Regions from separate parts of the Anas platyrhynchos genome. Here region 1 is linked to region 2. Evidence: chromatin contacts called from public Hi-C data. All regions are on one chromosome and are shown on one strand. The core of a region is the stretch at or near the end of the contact, and the rest is flanking DNA. Distances in the headings are between cores, read along the strand shown.

What was found. Hi-C and Micro-C count contacts between places; a contact is called where the count stands out from the background.
Region 1: a contact with region 2 is called in a Hi-C map of skeletal muscle, with 2.6 times the contacts expected there. The contact joins the enhancer-like site here to the promoter of LOC101791793 in region 2. A contact is called at or near these places in 2 of 8 Hi-C or Micro-C datasets (liver and skeletal muscle).

Annotation. Positions count from the first base shown.
Region 1 is chr1:75,054,749-75,058,834 of IASCAAS_PekinDuck_T2T, reverse strand. It overlaps ITPR2 (inositol 1,4,5-trisphosphate receptor type 2), which reads right to left. Exons shown (of 57, transcript XM_072041998.1): 6 at 2,250-2,348; 7 at 1,638-1,721; 8 at 206-352. Among named protein-coding and RNA genes, the nearest start is that of ITPR2, 52 kb to the right of the region's middle. Within about 2 kb of position 2,519, at least 1 of the 8 cell types and tissues checked has an H3K27ac peak or open chromatin away from gene starts, as enhancers often do.
Region 2 is chr1:74,998,295-75,002,869 of IASCAAS_PekinDuck_T2T, reverse strand. It overlaps LOC101791793 (dystroglycan 1-like), which reads left to right and starts at 2,678. Exons shown (of 5, transcript XM_038173047.2): 1 at 2,678-3,138; 2 at 4,058-4,151.

The sequences.
Region 1 (4,086 bases), core at 1,270-3,769, 56 kb before region 2:
AGTAAGAAAACATCCTCTCTCCACACGCTCACAGCAATAAAGCATCTCTTCAGTGTACATCCTACACCAACTTCATAAAATAGTAATAGATACGGGGAGATGTATGACGATATCAAGAGGCTATAATGATTCACGTTGTGGTTAAGTATTTTCACTGAACCCTGGCCTTCACGTACTAAAATATTTATAAAAAGCAAAAAAATACCTCTATTTCCCACAGTGCCTTAGAACTTGTTGCAGAGGTAGCTGACTGACGCAATGTAGTACGAAGGAAAATATGTTGTTTCTTCTCATATTCGTCACAGGTCAGAAACTTCTCTTGTTCTGCATGAAACAACCTAACAACATCTCCCTAAAGTGATACGAAAAAGAAGCATTATTAAGTGGTATGGAAAGCTGCTGGACTCATCCTCTATATCTGTACTAGCTTCAGTGATGCCATCATAGTTAATGCTAAGCAAATGTTTATTAGTTTCCTGTTGCCAGAGCAGATACCAAGTGCAGAATATATAACCTCAGCACTGAGTCTGGAAATCTAGTATAAAATGCAGTAATTCATTCCTGCATGACATCCATGTGCTTTTATGAAAATACAACTTGATTCAGAGCACTATAACAAACAGCATATAACAGTTAACCCAAAGGTGATTTTTAATTTTAGCTAACTTTACTAAATGGGTTTTTCATTTATGATCTGTCTAGCGATATTTAGGGAAACCAGCTTTCTGTGAAGGCACAGTACAGCTATACGTCATAGCTCATAGTTCCTTTCATTGTTCCTGTAATACATTCTATACTAGAGAGCCAAACCTCACTAACCCTCACTAGACCTGTTCTGACAGGGGCATTAGTATCGTATGCTTTGGTAGGCTCAAGAAATCTCAAAGCCTCCTCTGTCACCTTCCTTCATCCACTCAGACTTTCCACGACTCATTCCCCAACTCCAGCCTCTTCTCAGGCTTCCCTGTCACAAGACAGGCTCTATTCCATTGGCATCATTTTTGTTTCATTCTACATCTCCCCAGAGCTTGAAGCACTATGCCCAAATAGGTCTACACAGATACGCCCTTTCAAATTCTTCCTCAAAACCTAGTGATACCCTCAATACCTACCCAAAACAGACAGCTGTTAATGACTTATTAAGGTACAAGCGAGAATAAAAGAAATTTATTTATTCCAAATGAAAATATAAGTGATCTGGAGACACAAAGCTGTGCAATCCATCAGCTTATAAAGCTATATTGTCTTATTACAGCTATTGTCATCTTTCATACTTCACTCTCTTCTGTACCTTGTTATACCTGCTTTTAGCATCTTGGCCTGAACTAAAACATCACAGCTATTCTGTACAGAGCACTCATCATTCTGGGCTTGAACTTCATCGTTTCTCAAGGATCCTCAGTTGTCCCTGGAAGGGGGAAGAGGCTGGAAGTTCGCATGATCCAGGCAATTCCACTGGGTAAGATAGCAACACAAAGGAAAAATACTCTGGCTGGTGTAGGGCAGTAGTAAGGGATCTTTGATGGTTCCATGAAGTTCTCAGTTTCATTTTATTTACTAGAGAACTAATATTTCTATACAGTCAAATAAGGTATGATTTCTGAAATTCAAAAATAATAACAATATATTATACTTACTCCTTTCAGTACATCGTCTCGGTAACTACTGAACTTCATGAACAAAGTTATTTTCCAGCTTGTGTTACAGTTGACAGCATTTACCTTTGAGAAAAAACACAAGTGGAGAATTATAAGGGTTGGTTGGGTTTGGTCTTTTTTTTTTTTTTTTTTTTTTTAAAAAGCATTCTATTCTTCTAGAAGAACACACCACTCTCAGGGTAGCAGGGAACATGGCTTAGTTACAGACACATACAGTACCAAACATGGATCCTGAAGCTCTCAATACTTCATAATGATGTCGATGTTGGAGAAGATTCAGTGGGCAAAATGCTATTCTGTCTATTTACAATCACCCAAAGACAACCTGAATAGCTTCTGGAGGAGGACTTACTCTTGCTCATACCAGTGAGCATTTCAGAAACTCATACAAACCACACGAAACTCTCAGAGACAGGAAAATTTGTGCCAAGAATAAGTACATTTCATCTTTTTTTTTTTTTTTGAGGCCAAGCTGGAACCAATGATTAAACATAATTAAACTGGTACTGAACCTATGCTGGGGTTCTGGTATTATACCACAGGGCATAATACATCTCAGATTGACAATTACCTGTCCCCCAATCAACTCACCTCTTTGCAGCCAGGGTTATCTAGAAGTTCAATGTTGCTAGCATGCAGAGGCTGCCCTGCATTGACTGGCATCAGTACAACTTTATCTCCCACAACAACCTGGAAGTCAGAAATAAAACATAATTTTGGCCTATGTAATTATCCAATAAAATGAAATAATGTTGCATTTTTAAAAAGTGACTCAAATGCATGCTCTAGGAATGGCACTTGGTGAACTTATCTGCAGACAATTCACACACACATGGAATCTCTTTATTGGCCAGTTCTGTTCATGCGTGCCTCTGCAATTGCTTGGGTTTGAAACTTGACACTAATGAGTCCTTGCATTCTCAGTAAGCATGTCACCCAGTTCAGCAGAAACTCAAGACCATGAAATGGATATATGAACCTCTGAATTCCAGGAGCAGATCAGTTAATCTACAATTTGCATTAAGTACTATTTATCCCATATATACTCCCAGCCAAAATGCAGAGAAAACTCAGAAAACAACCTGTAGTAAGATAGGATTGTTTTCCCTCTGTTGCTGTCAACCAGCATCTTCCATCAATGTTTTTCATTTCACAAAAGCCTTAAGAAATTGCCTGTGAAAAGGCTTTTTTAGCCCAATGACTCCCCATTTTGTGTGCCATCTTCTGGCAAATGTCAGGACAGGCTCAAGAGTTCTCTGATTCAGACTACAGAACTGCAAACTAGTAAGGAACATAGACCACTGGAAATTCAGAGAGAGGTGAACACACTCTATCCCCTTTCCTGTTACTCCCTAAATGATGTTTGGTGCTCAGCACAGGTACTGGATACAGCAGCTGAGAGATCTTCACTCTACAAGATGAAGTCCTAGACTCCTTGCAAGCAAATTCCTGTGCCCTTGGAATTACTTAGTTATATAGACAAGGAGAAGAAATACATGAAAATGTCTCTGACCTAAAAAGTCCTTGAGATATGCATATGAGGAATTCAGTTCACACCTAGGAGGGGGGGAAAAAAATGAATACACACAAATTGGTTGGCATTGGTCCTGATTTGTTATGTTGTTCCCAGCAATTTTAAGTGCACACACACAAAGACAAGAAGTGGCTAAATGTGATTTTTGCTATATGAAATGCTGCAGAAGCCATGCTTTTTTGGAACACATGTAAATAAAAATGTTTTTTCTGCGTTGATCAGCAGAGCCCAATCCAGACTTATGTAACTTCAATGAAGATGAATTTGGTCCACTTATTGCAGTGGGTGAAAAAAAAGGTTTTCTGTTCTTTACAAACACAGGTAAAATAAACGGTAGCAAAAGACAGTGTCATCATGCTCAGACTACATGTAACAATCCTACTTGGTCTAAGTAATAAGAAAAGTTCACTAACGGAACCAAAAAAAATGATGACAGGGTGCCTTTACAGAACCTTACTTATACAATACATTCCTGCATGCCATGCTTCACACAGATGTTACTTACAGCCCGTTTTAAGAAGTTAAGACCAGACAATTCATTAATCAAAAAAACATCAGGCTTGCATCCTGCAAAGTGGAATCAGGACTTCAAAATTATTGAAAGTACACCTGGACAATAATAACAGTGAGAGAACAGCACATCATTGAGCATCCTATTTAAAAAAATAAAAACAGACGAAGGGTAAGATATCTTTTAATGCTTCCTGTGGTTATCATGGAGGCAACCAGTAGAAAGGAGAACTACACAGCTACTCTGCTCCACAGAAGGAACTGTTATGTGCAGTCATAGTTTCAGTCTCAATCTCCTAACCTGCTTTAAGTCCACATCACTGACCTGCCCTCAATTCTGGCCAGCTCTGTCAGTTGCCATGGAAGCAATGAGATATCCCATGT
Region 2 (4,575 bases), core at 1,429-3,928:
GACATCCTGCCCCAGTGCATACATTATTCAGTGTTGTAAAAGTTAAGAAATCTTTCTTACTCAACTTTCTTTTAGAGTCTACTACTTATTTTCAGAAAATAATCTATTTCTAGTGATGCTTGCATCAGCATTATAAAAATTAAATCTCTGTATTTTTAAATATTTTTAACACGTTTTATCATGATCTCTACATCCTATATTTAGTGTTTGTTCCAGTGCTGAGGCACAGAGGAAAATCAGTTTATACACAGAGAAGTTAATAAAAGCACCCCTCTGCAGCATTTGAACATCCACTTTAGATGTGAAAACGCACAAATTCAGAATGACCTTAGACTCAAAATAAAATAAAATTAGAATAAATTAAATAGGCTGACATCTTCCTAAGATGTGAAGGTAGAAAAGGAACAAAAATGCAATGATATCTAATTTTCCTGTTCGTCTTGTATAAACAGGGGAGCTCCTGACAGAAGCTGAATATGGATTCATGGATTTGAACATCGTCTGACAGAAAGGCTATAATCCTGCACCTACACAATCTATCTCTTGTATAAAGTTACAGACATATAGGCCACTCCAGTGAAAGCAAACTGGACCAATTAGAGGCTTATACAACAAGTAGCATTGATGTTTGTTTTCATGAAAGCGGAGTATAGTGCTTTCCAGCTGCAGGGGAGAAATGGGAAGAGAAGAATGCCTTTAACTGTTTCAATACAATAGACACAGATGGAACTAGGCCAAAACCCAGGCCCCACAGAGCTTTAGCGTACAAGGATATGAAAGTTTGGACACAAAGCCTCGGTTTTGTTTCTCATCCTTCTGATGTGAAGGAAAAAAAAAAAAAAAAGGAGGGGGGAGGTAGAGGGGGAGAGAGATATCAAACCATTAAAGACATTTTGATATTTAAGATCCAGCTCTGATTTTAGAGCCCAGCTCTATCTGTAATATTTTTATGCACTCATCTCAGGCAACTTGCAATTGTAGCTTACTTGAGGGAGGCACCTAATTAAGTCTTTTAAGGCACCTAATGAAGTTTCCCAGACAAGCTGGAGACACCCATGACACCCCTTACCTTGTGGATAGTCACATTTGAAACAGCTTAGATATTTCTTGGGCACAACAGCATTTCAAAATGTTTGGATGTACAAAAAACAGCGTTATTGGCTTAAGAGTTGATGAGAGAGAGCCAGTACAGCTTATTTTGACAATACCTGCACACAAGAATTGATTTATTGCTGCTAGTGCTTTGTTTTATTTTGCCTATAGCAAATGCCAGAGTACTAGATGATTTCTTGATAGCTAGCTAGCTGTGGGCACTCATTTTGCCTCTTTTATCATCATGGGAGTTAACTCTATACACTGTTGTTTTAAACAATCGGTTGGCATTAGTGTCATACAGAATATTAAGCACCTGGGGAAAAAAAAAAAAAAAAAAGAATATCATGGACCCGGGAGGTGGGGGGGTGGCTGACAAAGAGAAATGTGCATGAAATTGAAATGTACAGTTTGATTGAGAATGAGAAAAAGAGAACACAGAGCATTCATTGCTGCTCTACCCACTTTATTCAGCCTGGTTGGTATGAACAGGAAATTATGGCTAAATTCATAACACCTACTTTTATGAAGGTCTTTCCACAGGAGGTAAACATATTTTTCCTGACAGGAGAGATGGCTCTGAAATGAAGAGCTCTCACAAGTGACCTTTTGAGGTTTTCACTAGGGCACGGGGGTGAACTTTGCATTGTCACTATCTACAGACACACAGTCCCTCACATTATAACATGCACGCACGGGCAGCGGCTGGCTCACTTGCTGTTTGATACATCAGAATTTAGAAGAACTAATATATGCATTAATTCAAGTAGTTAAATAATATCTGGTTAGCTATAATAATGTCTTGAAAGAAACAAACTTAGAAATAATGAAAACTGAAGTTATTTATGAATTAATTATTTAAGTAAAAGGAACTTAGATTAAAGAAGTAGCCTGGATGCCCTTCAAACTGTGGCACAATACAACAGCTATGTAAATAAACTTCTGAGAGCTGCTCCAAGCCATTCAAGTGAAGGTATTTTTGCTTGCGATACATTCAAGCCTTTTGAAATAAGTTTTCAACTGTTTAACAACCAAAGTTGTTCATTCAGAGAGCCAAATATGAGGACTCAACCAAAGCAGAAAGTACAATGTTCCTTTCTTTGAAAACATCTATCCAAAATGGAAGCTTTATTTAGAGAGCTCAGGAAGTTTATGCATTGCCTTCTATTAGCTCACAACCACAGAGCAAGCATCAGGAAGTGCACAAAAATGAACTTACTATTCCCATGTGGAACAAGTGCCAACAGTTACACCAAGTTTGCTTTCAACCTCACAGAACTCACTGCCAGCCCCTGGAGACTTGTTAATCAGGCACTGTCTCCTGGGGTTTCTTGCTGCTTGGCTGCCTGAAAATGATGCCTTTTCCTACAAAGCAAAGACATAAACATACCTTGTTTGATTTTTCTCTTTTGCCAGCTCTCATGACTTTGGAAAGTTCAAACCTGAAAACACAGGGAAAAAGATGAATCTTCTTTGTAGGATGAAAAAAGAAAATAGCCTCCATTTCAGCTGCATTTTCTGCTTTTTTCTTCAGCCCTAGCCCACTCCTAACCAGGACCTACCCAACAGAAGAATCAGTACACCTGTAGAGCATGGTGACTGTAACTACAGACCATTCGTGCTTTGAGCCCAGTCTGTATTACTGTGTTATGAGCTGAAAGGCTGACCCTACTACAGTGTGGATAGAACGTACTTAATTGTCCTGGTTTCAGTTAGCACAGAATTAATTTTCTTCCTAGTAGCTGGTGGAATGCTGTGTTTTGGCTTAGGATGAGAAGAGTGCTGATAACACCCCGATGCTTTAATTGTTGCAGAGCAGTGCTTATACTAAGCCAAGGACATCTCAGCCTTTTGCTCTGTCCTGCCAACGGGCAGGCTGGGGGTGCAGTAAGAACTGGGAGGGGACAGACCCAGGACAGGTGACCCAAACTAGCCAAAGGGGTATTCCATACCATCTGACGTCATGCTAAACAATATATAGGGGTGGCTAGCCGGGGGGAGGGGGCCGGACTGCTCGGGGTTAGGCTGGGCATCGGTCAGCGAGTGGTGAGCAATTGCATTGTGCATCACTTGTTTGTACATACTATTATTACTTTCCTATTATCACCATTGTATTATTATTGTTATTATTTTATTATTATTTTGTTATTATTATTTTCCTGTCTTATTAAACTGTCTTTATCTCAACTCACGGGCTTCACTTTCCATTTCTCTCCCCCGTCCCAGAGAGGGAGGGGGGAGGGTGAGCGAACGGCTGCGTGATGTTTAGCTGCCGGCCGGGTTAAACCACGACATTAATATACAACACTTCCTTAAAATAATTATGTACAAAGCCCTATGAGCAACAATGAGCGTTTTGATTATCATTTCTTGATGAAAATCAGTATCTTAACTTTGGAAGAAAAAAAGTTATTGAAGTTTCACCAAAATTTCCACAATGAAGATCTTAAGCAAAACAAAAGGTCTTAAGAAAAAGGCCTTAAAAAAAAACAGGTCTTAAAAAAAAATAAATAAGAAAAACAATAGGCCTAGTATGAAGCCTACAATGCAGTTATATTTGCAAGCTGGATAAGGTGTACCTGAGGGGAGTAACTCCCTACCTTTCTTAATTCTTTTTTATCACACAGAGAATGAGGAAAGATGTTGCAAACACATAGAAGTTTGTAATTTAGGACTGCTTAAAAAGCCTTCTGCTTTTAACATTTTTTCCAATTTTTTTTTCATTATTTAAAACTTTTGTTGTTGTTTAAATACTTCTCTTTTGTAGGAAATGTCTCATTTTACCAATACAGTGAGCATATTACACCTTATACACACACACACAAATAAATTAAGGACTATGCCAGCTGTTGCTGTTTTCTTTGTGCATTTTGTTTTGTTTTTGTTTGTTTGTTTTGTTTTGTTTTTAAACATATTAAAAATTACCAGGTGGAAATGAAAATTGTGGTTCATTTTGTTCATACAGCTGTCACAAGGCCCATCTTTGCTGGGCTATGCTAGTGTTTCAAGACTTTGGGATGAAGCACATTGCATTTCCTGGTCTGTTACAATGCTTGCTGGTAAGTACAGCTGGGTTTGGGCAAGGAAGAGGCAAGAAAAGACAAGCTTTTCTCAGGAATCGCAGTCATTTCTTGTGATTGCTGAGACCACAGGTCTTCATCATAGGACTATTCTAACTTTCAGGTGGGTAAAATAGACTGAAAATATATATCAGGAAGGTGAACATGGGTCTTTATATACATTTAAGTCAGTAGTATTTGGCCCTGCACAGAAGTAATTTAGGGAAATCAGGAGGAACTAAGATCCAGTTAAAGAAATAACTCCTCTTGCTCACCTCTCTCTTAAAGCACAGTGCCAAATTTTTGACGTGCCGCAGGAATGTGCTAGGAAAGAAAACTTAGAGATCAATAAGGATTTATTTTTATATTGGTTAAAATGCTAGAAAATCTTCTGATAGGGAAATACAAGAAATCCTCTTCAAAG